2 separate regions of the Triticum aestivum genome follow, and region 1 is linked to region 2. A link is a contact called in public Hi-C data. All regions are on one chromosome and are shown on one strand. Each heading gives the region's core, a stretch centred on a gene start, on an enhancer-like site or on the middle of the called end of the contact. The rest is flanking DNA. Distances are from core to core; before and after follow the strand shown.

Region 1 (5,906 bases), core at 1,901-4,400, 130 kb before region 2:
TGGGTGTGCCTGACCGATCACAATTCCATCAGAACCTTATTCAAATCAAGATTGATAAATTATACTCCCTCTGTTCACTTATATAAGACGTTTTAGTAAATTCAGACAGTGTACTAAACAGTTCAAACTCAGCTGTCTCAAACGCCTTATAAAAACGAACGGAGTACTGTTCATCATCACATTTTCATCTACAGATATCATGCTGTACACTCGGATTCAATGTGAGTATTTGATTGTACATACATCATCACATTTTCATCTACAGATATCATGCTGTTTCTGATGGCAAATACATTAGTTAGATGGAGAATGTTTTTGGTCTAAACATATATAGTTGCTCCTACAAATTCAGAAGTTTGCTACATACAACTACCAAAATGTGGCACTGTGATATAGTGTAGTTTTGTACCTTTAGGTATATGTCGATGGCTCGGTAGAGTCCATCATCAACAATGCGAGCGTAATCCGGCAACAGTTCGATGAGGGTCATGAACTTCTGCAGTTTCAGATAAGGATCTGGTGCAATTTCTGCAAGATAACCGTCCATTAGCCTTCCGACCTTGAGCACCGAGCCGTGGCTCGGAGACTTGAGTCCGTCGGACTCGTATCCGCAAGGTGACAAGTCTCCCGAGTCATCTTCCTCAATCCTTTGCAAGAAGTTCACCAAAATGCGATGGACCGTGTCGACGTCAAACATGGACTCGCTCGTTTGCATGGACGGGATGAGAAGATCATCAAGTGATGCCATCTCAAGATGGAGACCGATCCTTTTCTCGACTTCAATCCTGTAGTCTAGTCCTGCATCAACCTCTATCGCCATTCTGAGCATGCCGAACAAGAATGACAGGGTAACAGCTGTGATCTTCTCGGTTGCCATCAGGTTGATGAGGGTTTCCACAACCACCCTTTGGTTGTCACCGACAAGTGGGCCGGAATCCCACACGTGACGCCTTTCGATGCCCTTGAGAGCTGTTTGAGCATAGTGCACGATTGAAGTGCCTATGCTCTCCGGTCTCACGCCACTTCTCCTCATCGCGGCGATCACTCGCTGATAATAGTCAATTCTTAGAGCAGAAAGATCCTCAACCCACCAGTCCTGGCAATGCATCCGCAACTTCCCGGACCCCGCGTCGCATTCCAAGTGAGCCAAACCTGAAACCAGCTGCTCCTTGCTTGCGTTCATCGCGATCGCATCGACACACCTATCGACAAATCCGATTTCCTCCACCATTGGATCCAAGCCTTCACACGCGCATAAAACTTGTAGAGATTTCTCAAGGTTCTTGACCACAAGGTCATTCAGGTACATCTCTGTCCGAACAATGAGGTTCTCATCTTGATAGTCTTCTGTCATTTCCAAATATTCTGCAATGCACCGGAGATGAGCTACATTCGCTGTGGTTATTTCAAAGTTACTCCCATAACAGAACTTGGCTGCGAGTTCGAATGATGTAGCTCCCCCTGGTACATTTACAAGCTCAAGCTTTGAGAGATCTGGATCCTTGGCATCGGCCACCATTCGTCGTATTCTTCCGCACCGAGAGACTAAAGGGAACTGCAAAATAAGTAGAGACACGGTATGATCAAACGTGCTCCACAGGCCTAGCTTCAGCTCATACTATAAGCATCAGAAAAAGAAAAGTACCAATCACAATTTGTTTGCTTATTACCCCCTTCTCTCCACACGCGCACAAGGATCCCGAAACATTTCTAACCATGTGGGCAAACCCATTAGTTGTTTCTCCCAGATTATGTTCTTATTTCTTTACACCTTTTAGCCATGATAACTGAAGCTAAGGTTCAAATGAAAAACACAACAGCGTTCTTTTTTCTACTCAAAAGGACAAGAGGGAAACACACACTCCAATACAGAGGTGAAGAAGAGTGATGGCCATAAAAACTTCAGAAGAGGTGAAGATGAAGGGCACCTTGTGCAGTAGAAAAGATTGACCATCCACCAATACCGTTATATCGCCAGCAACATCTGAAAATATCCTGCACAACAAGCGATGTAGGGAATTAAAACACCCAAGAACTTCATCTTAATGTGCAACATGTGAATGAAGATCAAGCCAAGCATAATTCTTTTGACACTAGTTCGCTCTACAGTTATTGGGGCATAGAATGCTTGGAACTACAATCCCCTTTTTTTTTACCTTGGAACCGAACAATGTGGTGGCACAAGTCACTTTTGTATCTAGCAAATACTACTGTAGTACATATTCCTTCAGTTCGCCAACACATATTCAGATTATGGGTTCAGATTGACCAAGTGATGAAAAACTTTTCAGACTAATAGAACAGAAAAACTAAGACTAACATAGACAGATCATGTTGAACTAATGCTGCTAGTGCATCAAGTTTGCCACACACGGATCTTTTCAGATGGATTTATTCAGAAGCTGAGGAATATAACAAAGGAAGTGTCCTAGTAGTAGCTTTTAAAGGAGAACTGAATCTATGCAAATCATAGGACGATCTAAAATAATAAATGTGCGGGCATCTTGTTATCCCCAGGACCACCTGACAATAACCCTTTGAGGGAGCTACCAAGAACATTTTCAGGGTAACATTCCACTGTTTTCTTGAGTTGGACACGGGAGCTTCAGAAGTTCAGATGCCATTTTTTTCCCTTGGCCTGAAACCCATGAAATTAGCTCCAAACGATCTAAACTGGCAAGGATCCTGAGTTTGTGACGCCCCCAAAAAGATTCCCAAGACAACCACAGGCGCATTTGCCGCTAGAACATGAACGGCGGCAAAGCCCACCCGGGAGAAGGGGTGAAAAGAAACCGACGAGGAAGAGGTGGGAGGCGAGGACTCACCTCCTGCTCATGGGGTTGCAGAAGCGCGGCGAGTTGGCGGCGGAGAGCTTGGCGGAGAAGGGGAACCCGGCGCTGTCGCTGGCCAACCCCATTGCCCGACCTCCTCTTCTCCTTGCCAAAATGGATGGATGGTACCTACCTACCTACCTACCTACTCTGCCTCTCGTGGAGAAGAACAGGAAGAAAAAATGAAAGCTCGAAATGATGAGCAATGGAGGAGACGTCCCACAGCTCACACACGGAGAGCGAGGAGGGGGGGGAGGAGGAGGAAAGGACGAGAGGAAGGAATAACGGCTGGTCGTCGGCGTGAGGGAGAGATATTCAATGACAAACATTCGTTCCGGTTTCTTGGTTTGATTGCTCCCTCCCTTTTCGTTTTCCGCGTTGCCCTTTCGTGCTATTTACTCACACGCCCTTCTTCTCTTTTTCTCTTGTGTAGTACAAAGAAACACAAGTGCCTTTTCTTACGAGTAAAAGGGGTGGCCACAAAAAAGAAGAAGAAAAAAAAGATTAGTCTGAAATTCAGAGTACCTATTACTCCCTCCATCCTAAAATAAATGTCTTTGATTTCGAAGAAGGATGCTATAGTCCAAATACTGTTTTGTATGAGGGTGCAATTCAACAAAGATGTGGCAAGAGAGAAATGTGGAAGAGCAAGGAAGGAGCTGCTAGATGACAGGGTATTGGTATTGTGCGCTGGTTTAGGGGATTGGCTGAGAAAGTGACACTGATGAGAGATGAATAGTTGGGTGACCAGGGGACAAAGGCTGGTCTACTGTCAGCCTATGGGTAGGTGCCCAAGAGAGGCTTGATCCTGTGCGGCCATGCTTATGGGTCTAGCCATGTTGCCATGTTTGGGTATTCCTTGAAATAGATTGCTCTGGTTCCTTTTATTTCGGTCAGAAAATTTAATCTCTGGATTATCCTAATAAATGAAAATGCCTTGCATCGTCAATAATACTGTACTCCCTTAGTGATCTTTTTTTTTGAAATGGGGGGATTCCCCGGTCTCTGCATCAGAAAGATGCATACGGCCATCTTATTAGCCAAATAAAGTAGTGACAACATGGTTCTAAAGGTCTCCAAAAGTAATAAAAAAGCACAGAAAACTCACACAGAGTCAATAAGGGCTAGAAACACCAACTAGCCAAGAAAAGACGTCACAACCGGCTGGCTAATACTAGATAGGGAAACTAATTGCCTATTCTATTACATGACCGTCATCCAAACCGGTTGAAGATAACCCGAGCTATCATCTCCCAGCGGAAAGACCCAGTAACCAAATGCTCCCTGACCTCCGTCTGGGTGAGTAACGACCACGAACGGATCAGAGCCATAGTTCGGAATATGACCTGCAAAAAATGTATACATGATATTCGGTTAAAAACCAAATCATTTCTGCAAGTCCAGATAGTCCACAGCAAAGCACAAACTCCAACCCGAATATGTCTCGCTAAGTCAGGCTCAATCCCATTAAGCCATGTCCCAAATAACGCATTAACAGAATTCATGGATTGATATTAAAAGCAATGTGGACCGTCTGCCAAAGTACCTTGGCCAACGGGCAATCAAAAAAGAGGTGTTTGATAGTCTCATCCCGATCGCAGAAACTACACCTAGTAGGTCCTGTCCAATTACGCTTTATCAAGTTGTCCTTAGTTAAAATAACTTGTTTATGGACAAACCACATAAACACTTTTATTTTCAAAGGAACTTTGACATCCCAAACATGCTTGGACGTAGGAATGGAGTTCGAATTAATAACATCAATATACATTGATTTAACCGTGAATACTCCAGACTTAGTCAATTTCCAGCGTAATTCATCGGGTTGTTGTGAAAGCTGGACCTCCATCAGTCTCCTAACTAGACGGAGCCATTCTTCCCAACGATTGCCCGCTAGCGTTCGTCGGAACTGAATATTAAGGGGGTAGATTGAAGGACCGATGCGACGAATACCTTACGTCGTTGAACAATGCGGTATAAAGACGGATATTGGATGGCCAAAGGTGTCTCGCCGAGCCAAGTATCCTCCTAGAAATGTGTACTCGTGCCGTTTCCAATGACAAACTTCGTCCTATTAAACAAGGACTGTTTGACTTTCATCGGGCCTTTCCAGAAAGGTGAATCGGTCGGCCTGACTGTAACCTGGGACAAAGTTTTTGTCTGGAGGTACTTGCTGCGAAGGATTTGAGCCCACATAGCATCATTCTCCGATGAGAGCTTCCACAGCCACTTGCTAAGAAGGCATTTATTCTTAACTTCTAGATTCTCAATACCTAAACCCCCTTGGTCTTTCGGTCTACAGATGATATCCCATTTGGCAAGCCGATATTTTCTTTTAAGCTCATCAGCCTGCCAAAAGAAACGCGATCGATAGAAGTCCAGTCTCTTCCTAACACCAACTGGGACCTCAAAGAACGATAGGAAAAACATTGGCATACTCGTGAGCACCGAATTAATCAGGATTAATCGGCCTCCGTATGACATGAGCTTACCCTTCCAGCAACTCATTTTCTTCTCAAATCGGTCCTCGATGCACTTACACTCTCTGTTTGTCAGCCTACGATGGTGGATTGGAATCCCCAGGTAAGAGAAGGGTAACTCTCCCAACTCACACCCAAACAATTGCCTATAAGCATCCTGTTTGTCTTTGGCCCTACCAAAACAGAACAGCTCGCTCTTATGAAAATTAATCTTTAACCCGGTCAATTGTTCAAATAGGCATAACACAAGCTTCATATTTCTCGCCTTGGCCAAGTCATACTCCATAAAGATGATTGTATCATCAGCATACTGAAGGATGGATACACCTCCATCAATAAGATGAGGTACCAATCCACCTACTTGACCATTTTCCTTAGCCCTTCCTATCAAAATTGCTAACATATCCACCACAATGTTAAACAGTATAGGGGACATCGGATCTCCTTGTCTTAGGCCTTTATGTGTCTGGAAGTAATGACCTATGTCATCATTAACTTTAATTCCCACACTACCTTTTTGCGTAAATGATTCAATCTGTCGGTGCCAGGCTTCATCAAAACCTTTCATACGCAATGACTGTTGGAGGAATGGCCA
Region 2 (5,490 bases), core at 487-2,986:
TCACTTCTCCACTGCTTTGGAGATGAACAGAGCTCCTTGGCATGAACATGGCAATTATGAACATCAATTATAGCCATCGCATAAAAATTAACCTTCGAAATAAACCCACCAAAAGAGTGCTTTGAAGCTGAGCCCTGACTTCAGTAATTAGCAACCCCTGACTGATGGACAAATTCCATGCCTCCGGGCATTGTTAGTGATGGTTAAACTCTGCAGAAAATCCAAAACAAACTATGCAGCATACTCGCTCTCGATCACCGGTTTTGTTCGTGTCCACAGCGCTACAGGTGCTTGCGCCCGCCCAACCTGCGCCATGCGCAATGTCTCCCCAACCTCTGAATTCCGCTCCATCACCTCCAACTTCTTGGCCCTTTTATGCCTCACCAGACACAGAAGAGCTGAAGATAACAGCCCCAATGCTATGGCGCCCCCAACCACGCCAACGGCAACCTTCCAAGCTTGCGAGCCCCCCTTGGTAGGACCTCCGGCAGCCGGTATCGGCGGGGCAATTGCGCCTGGTGGCAATGGAGCAGGAGCAACCTCACTGGAGTTCACCACTATCGAGAAGTGCCCTTGGCGATACGTAGCACACACGTTGCTTGCCTCTTGGTCCCGGAACTGCGGCACACCATCCAAGTCGAACCACACACACCGTGACCGTGGTGCTGGGCGGCCTGCCGGCGCCGCCCTGACATTGCTGAAATGTACAAGAATCGGGCTTCCTGACGCGACGATGTTCAGCTCCGGCAACCCCACTGCCGAAAGGTTGGCAGCATCATAGGCTAGCAGTCCAAGCACCGGCGAGAGGTAGGTGTAGCCGGGGGGAGGCGGGTAGTAGTGCTGCGACCAATTGCCCAGGTTGTGGTACACGAGCAGCATCCTCTCCACGCGCGGCTGCGCAATGACGCCGGTGGGCAGGCCGAACTGAAAGTACTGGGACAAACCTTTCCTCCGGAGGCTGCCGCTGCGCAGGCGGAGCGCGGACACCGAGACGCCGGTGAGGTTGCCGGGGACGGTGGCATTGTAGACGATGCCGGTGCGCGGCCGGACGAGGGCCCGGTACGCGTACTCCTGCAGCATTGCGTCCAGGGCCCTAGCCGGCGACGGCGTCGGCTGCTGCGCCGCCACCGGAGAAGAGCGCAAGAACAGCAGTTGGAGGAGGCAGACGCATAATAGGAAATCCATGGGCACCACGGCTCCGCCAGGAATCCAGGTGTGGTGAGAAAGCCAGGAGGGTGGGAGGCAAGCTCGAGAAGAAGAGTCAGGAGGATCCCCTCGTCATCCACGAACGCGGCAAAGATTGGCGCGCGTACGAAGAATTACCACCTCCACCTCTTAACTCGGGGGAACAAGGACGAGATTCGGCGCGGGAAACCTTGGGATTCTCCACAAGGACGCGCATTTACTGCGCCCACCCCGCACGGGCGGGACAGCTCTCTACGGGGCAACCTCGAGCGCAGCAGCAATGGAGATGGAAGCTACGACGGGACAAAGACAGGACTGTGAAAACAAGATTGGTTTTTTTTTTGCCCCCGAGAGAGTAAGAACAGGTTCTGGAGCGAATCAGTCTCGGAGGAATCAGAGCGGAGAGACCGGTGGCGACGGGATTTGAGACGATTGCGACGCGGGGGGAGGAGGAGGAGAGGGTTTGGGGATTGAGATCGAAGGAGAGCGGGGAGTGAAGTGGAGGAGCGGAGAGAATTCTTGGTGAGGGTCATAGTCGGAATTTACAATTTTTTAAAGAGGTTTAGTGGGTACTCCTATTAAAGACGCGAGGCATACAGCTGTCACGGCACCGGAAGTTACCCTTCTAGCCCTGGGAGGCTGAACTGCGTGAAGCGCACTGTCTCCGCCGGCTGGTGTGTGGGCCCCACGCGCGTGTGCCGTGCTTGTCCAGGGTGTCCTCTGCCGTAACGTTTGGATTATTCCGAGGGGCTCTGTTCGGTTTGTTGCATGTAGGAGAGGTCTCGGTTCCATTGCAATGTCACTGGCGGGTGGGGCCCACCGGCCAGTCACGACCTCCTCCTACTCCCTTCAATCCAAAATAGTTCTAGCTCAAAACTGCGACACTTATTTTAGATTGGAGGTAGTGATATTTAGATGCTATATGTCGTATGAATTTGGGAGTTCAAAATACAGGAATTTTATAAAATGTCTCTTTGGATGTTGCACAAGAAATGAGCACGGGAGTTTTGGAGGATTCAGGAGAGGGAGTAGAGTGAGATATCGTGCAAGCGCATGAGACTTAAAAAAAACAAAATTATATTTGAGTTTATGTTTAGATTCCTACCGAGAGCCTCTTTGATTTGTGGGATTGTAAAAAACAGAAGATTGAAATGTCATTCCCATTCGAATCCTACAAGATTTGAGTTTGTTTGGATGTATTATACAAAAATAAGATAATTTTTCCAAGAGATTGGTGTGGATGCTAGATTTTCTATGAAATCCACTTCAAGTGATTCCTTAAGAAAAATTCTATAGGATTCAATCCTACAAATCAAATGACCAATATACAACAAATATCTAAGGATTCTAATCCTAAAAAAACCCTATGAAATTCATTTGAATCAAACAAATCCTAAATGAAATGGTATATAATGGATCCCATAACAATTTGGTGAACCCATTTCTATGGTCCAAAACGCTTTCATAGGAAAAAATTCCTATCAATCGTATAAAATCCCTTCAATCCAAAGAGGGCCTAACTATGTCAAAGTTATTTCTAAAAAAATTCCTTCACTACAAAGAGGCCTCCTCTAAACTACCCTTTCTTCGTTTTACCAAAATTTTATACCAGAAAACCCGACTTGTATATGGTTTTTAGATTTCATACCATACCATAAACGAAAAACCATAAAATTGTGGTCGGTTCTGTTTTTCTCTGTATGGTCTTTCGATTCGATTTTGAAATGTGCAGTGTCTATATTTCCACATGTAGATTGGGGAGGTGAGAAATTTAAAATGGAGAAAAGCACACATATTTTTCTAAAAATGAACGTGTTCATGTCACCTAGAGCAACTCTAGCAGAGTTGACGTATACTCTTCATTGCCATACGAATCGCTAACATGACAACTTTGGTCTAAAATGCCACTCTAGTTTGTGTTCATGCTCGATTAGTTTGTGTTTGGTTGTACCTTCTTGTCGTACGTGTCATGGCGACGCTTCCGCATGACCGAGTGACTGTTCTGTCAAATTGCTGACGACATGCATGCTAGCGAACCTTTCTTCCAACAATAGAGAAATTTCGCCGATCTCCTATTTTTCTTTTCTTTTTAGAAGGTGACCACGGTACTTAGGATACTTTGCAGATTCATTGGATGACACTCTTCGAATGGTTGAAGATACAATCCTCAAGTGTACGAATTTGTTCGCCGAAATTGTTGTGCTGATAAACTGCAATATCTGCGAGCACCCAATGCAGATGACAGGACCAGACTTATAATGCATGAAGCAAGAGGTTATCCAAGGATGGCGGGGGTGTTGACTGTATGCACTAGAAAAGGAAAAAGCTTTATGCATCTTGGCACGACTACAAGGATCCAACCATAATTTTGGAAGTTGTTGCCTATAAAGATCTGTGGATGTGAAATTGCTACTTTGGGTTGCCTAGATCTCACAATGGCATCAATGTCTTGTAGAGGTCGCATATGTTTGCAAGTCTAGCTGCTGGTACTTCTCCACCTTGCAACTTTACGCTGAATAACCATTAGTATGACCAATGACACTTTTTAGCTGGTGGCATCTATCCATCATTGTCAACATCCGTGAAGACAATTTATAAGCATGAGAGCAAGGATAAGCCTTTCGCAAAGGCACAAGAAGCTCAGAGGAAATACATTGAGAGGGCATTTGGAGTGCCATAAACAAGTTTTGCAATTGCCCAAGGGTTGATACGTCTCCAACATATCTATAATTTTTATTATTCCATGCTATTATAGTTCCATCTTGGATGTTTTATATGCATTATTAAACTATTTTATATCATTTTTTGGGACTAACCTATTAACCTAATGCCAAGTGCCAGTTGCTGTTTTTTCCCTTCTTTTTGTGTTTTACAGAAAATTAATATCAAACAAAGTCCAAACGGAACAAATTTTTTTAAGGATTTTTCTTGGACCAGAAGACACCCAGGAACCTTCAGGAGGGGGTCAGAGGGGCCACCAGTTGGCGACAAGCTCGGAAGGCGCGCCCCCTGATGCTCCTCCAACCCTAATCTTTGCTTTATAAATACCCAAATATTCCCAGTATACCAGAGGGCACACAAAAAATACCTTTCCACCGCCGCAAGTTTCTGTCCTCGCAAGTTCCCATCTGGAGACCTGTTATGGTACTCCACCGGAGGGGGACTCGATCACGGAGGGCCTCTACATCAACCTTGCTGCCCTTCCGATGATGTGTGAGTAGTTTACCACAGACCTACGGGTTCATAGCTAGTAGCTAGGAACCTGATAGATGTTGATGATGTCTCCCCGACAAAGGCACCAGAAATTCTTCCTGGTTGCTTGTATCTGTGTTGGTATTTCCCCGAAGAGGAGAGGATGATGCAGCACAACAACGGTAAGTATTTCCCTTAGTTATTAGTTATGAAACCAAGGTTATCAATCCTGTAGGAGAACCAAGCAACACTATGTAAACGGTACCTACACACAAAGAACAAATACTTGCAACCCAAGGCGTAAGAGGGGTTGTCAATCCCTCCTCGATATTGAGATAAGTAAAATTGTGGTAGATTAGATAAATAGATCTTGCAAAACACAAAATAAATAAAGAAAGAAAAAGTGCAGCAAGGTATTTTTGGGTTTTTGGAATAATAGATCTGAAAACAATATGATAAAAGATAGACCTAGGGGCCATAGATTTCACTAGTGGCTTCTCTCCCGAAAATAGCATACGGTGGGTAAACAAATTACTTTTGGATGATTGATAGAAGAGCAAATAATTATGGCGATATCCAAGGCAATGATCATGTATATAGGCATCACGTCCAAGATTAGTAGAGTGACTCTTGCCTACATCTACTACTATTACTCCACACATCGACCGCTATCCAGCATGCATCTAGTGTATTAAGTTCATGGAGAAACGGAGTAATGCAATAAGAATGATGATGTGATGTAGACAAGACCTATTCATGTAGGAATAGACCCCATCTTTTTATCCTTAATAGCAATGATACATGCGTGCCTCACTACACCTTCTATCACTGGTTGAGGACACCGCAAGATCGAACCCATCACAAAGAACCTCTTCCCATTGCCAACCTATAAGATGCATACTCGATAGCGGTCGATGAGTGGAGTAATAGTAGTAGATACAGGCAGGAGTCGGTCTACTTGTCTTGGACGTGATGCCTATATACATGATCATACCTAGATATTCTCATAACTATGCTCAATTCTGTCAATTGCTCAATAGTAATTCGTTCACCCACCGTAAAATACTTATGCTCATGAGAGAAGCCACTAGTGAAATCTATGGGCCCCGGGTC

The links. A called contact is a pair of places that touch in the nucleus more often than the background predicts.
Region 1: a Hi-C map of leaf shows a contact between it and region 2, with 7 times the contacts expected there. The contact joins the promoter of LOC123103158 here to the promoter of LOC123103157 in region 2. A contact is called at or near these places in 2 of 5 Hi-C or Micro-C datasets (both in leaf).

Annotation. Positions count from the first base shown.
Region 1 is chr5A:323,141,526-323,147,431 of IWGSC CS RefSeq v2.1, reverse strand. It overlaps LOC123103158 (BTB/POZ domain-containing protein At3g08570), which reads right to left and starts at 3,150. Exons shown (of 4, transcript XM_044524656.1): 1 at 2,826-3,150; 2 at 1,929-1,995; 3 at 410-1,555; 4 at 1-9. The coding sequence starts at 2,917.
Region 2 is chr5A:323,006,611-323,012,100 of IWGSC CS RefSeq v2.1, reverse strand. LOC123103157 reads right to left here and starts at 1,736. Exons shown (of 1, transcript XM_044524655.1): 1 at 1-1,736. The coding sequence starts at 1,185. The coding sequence ends at 232.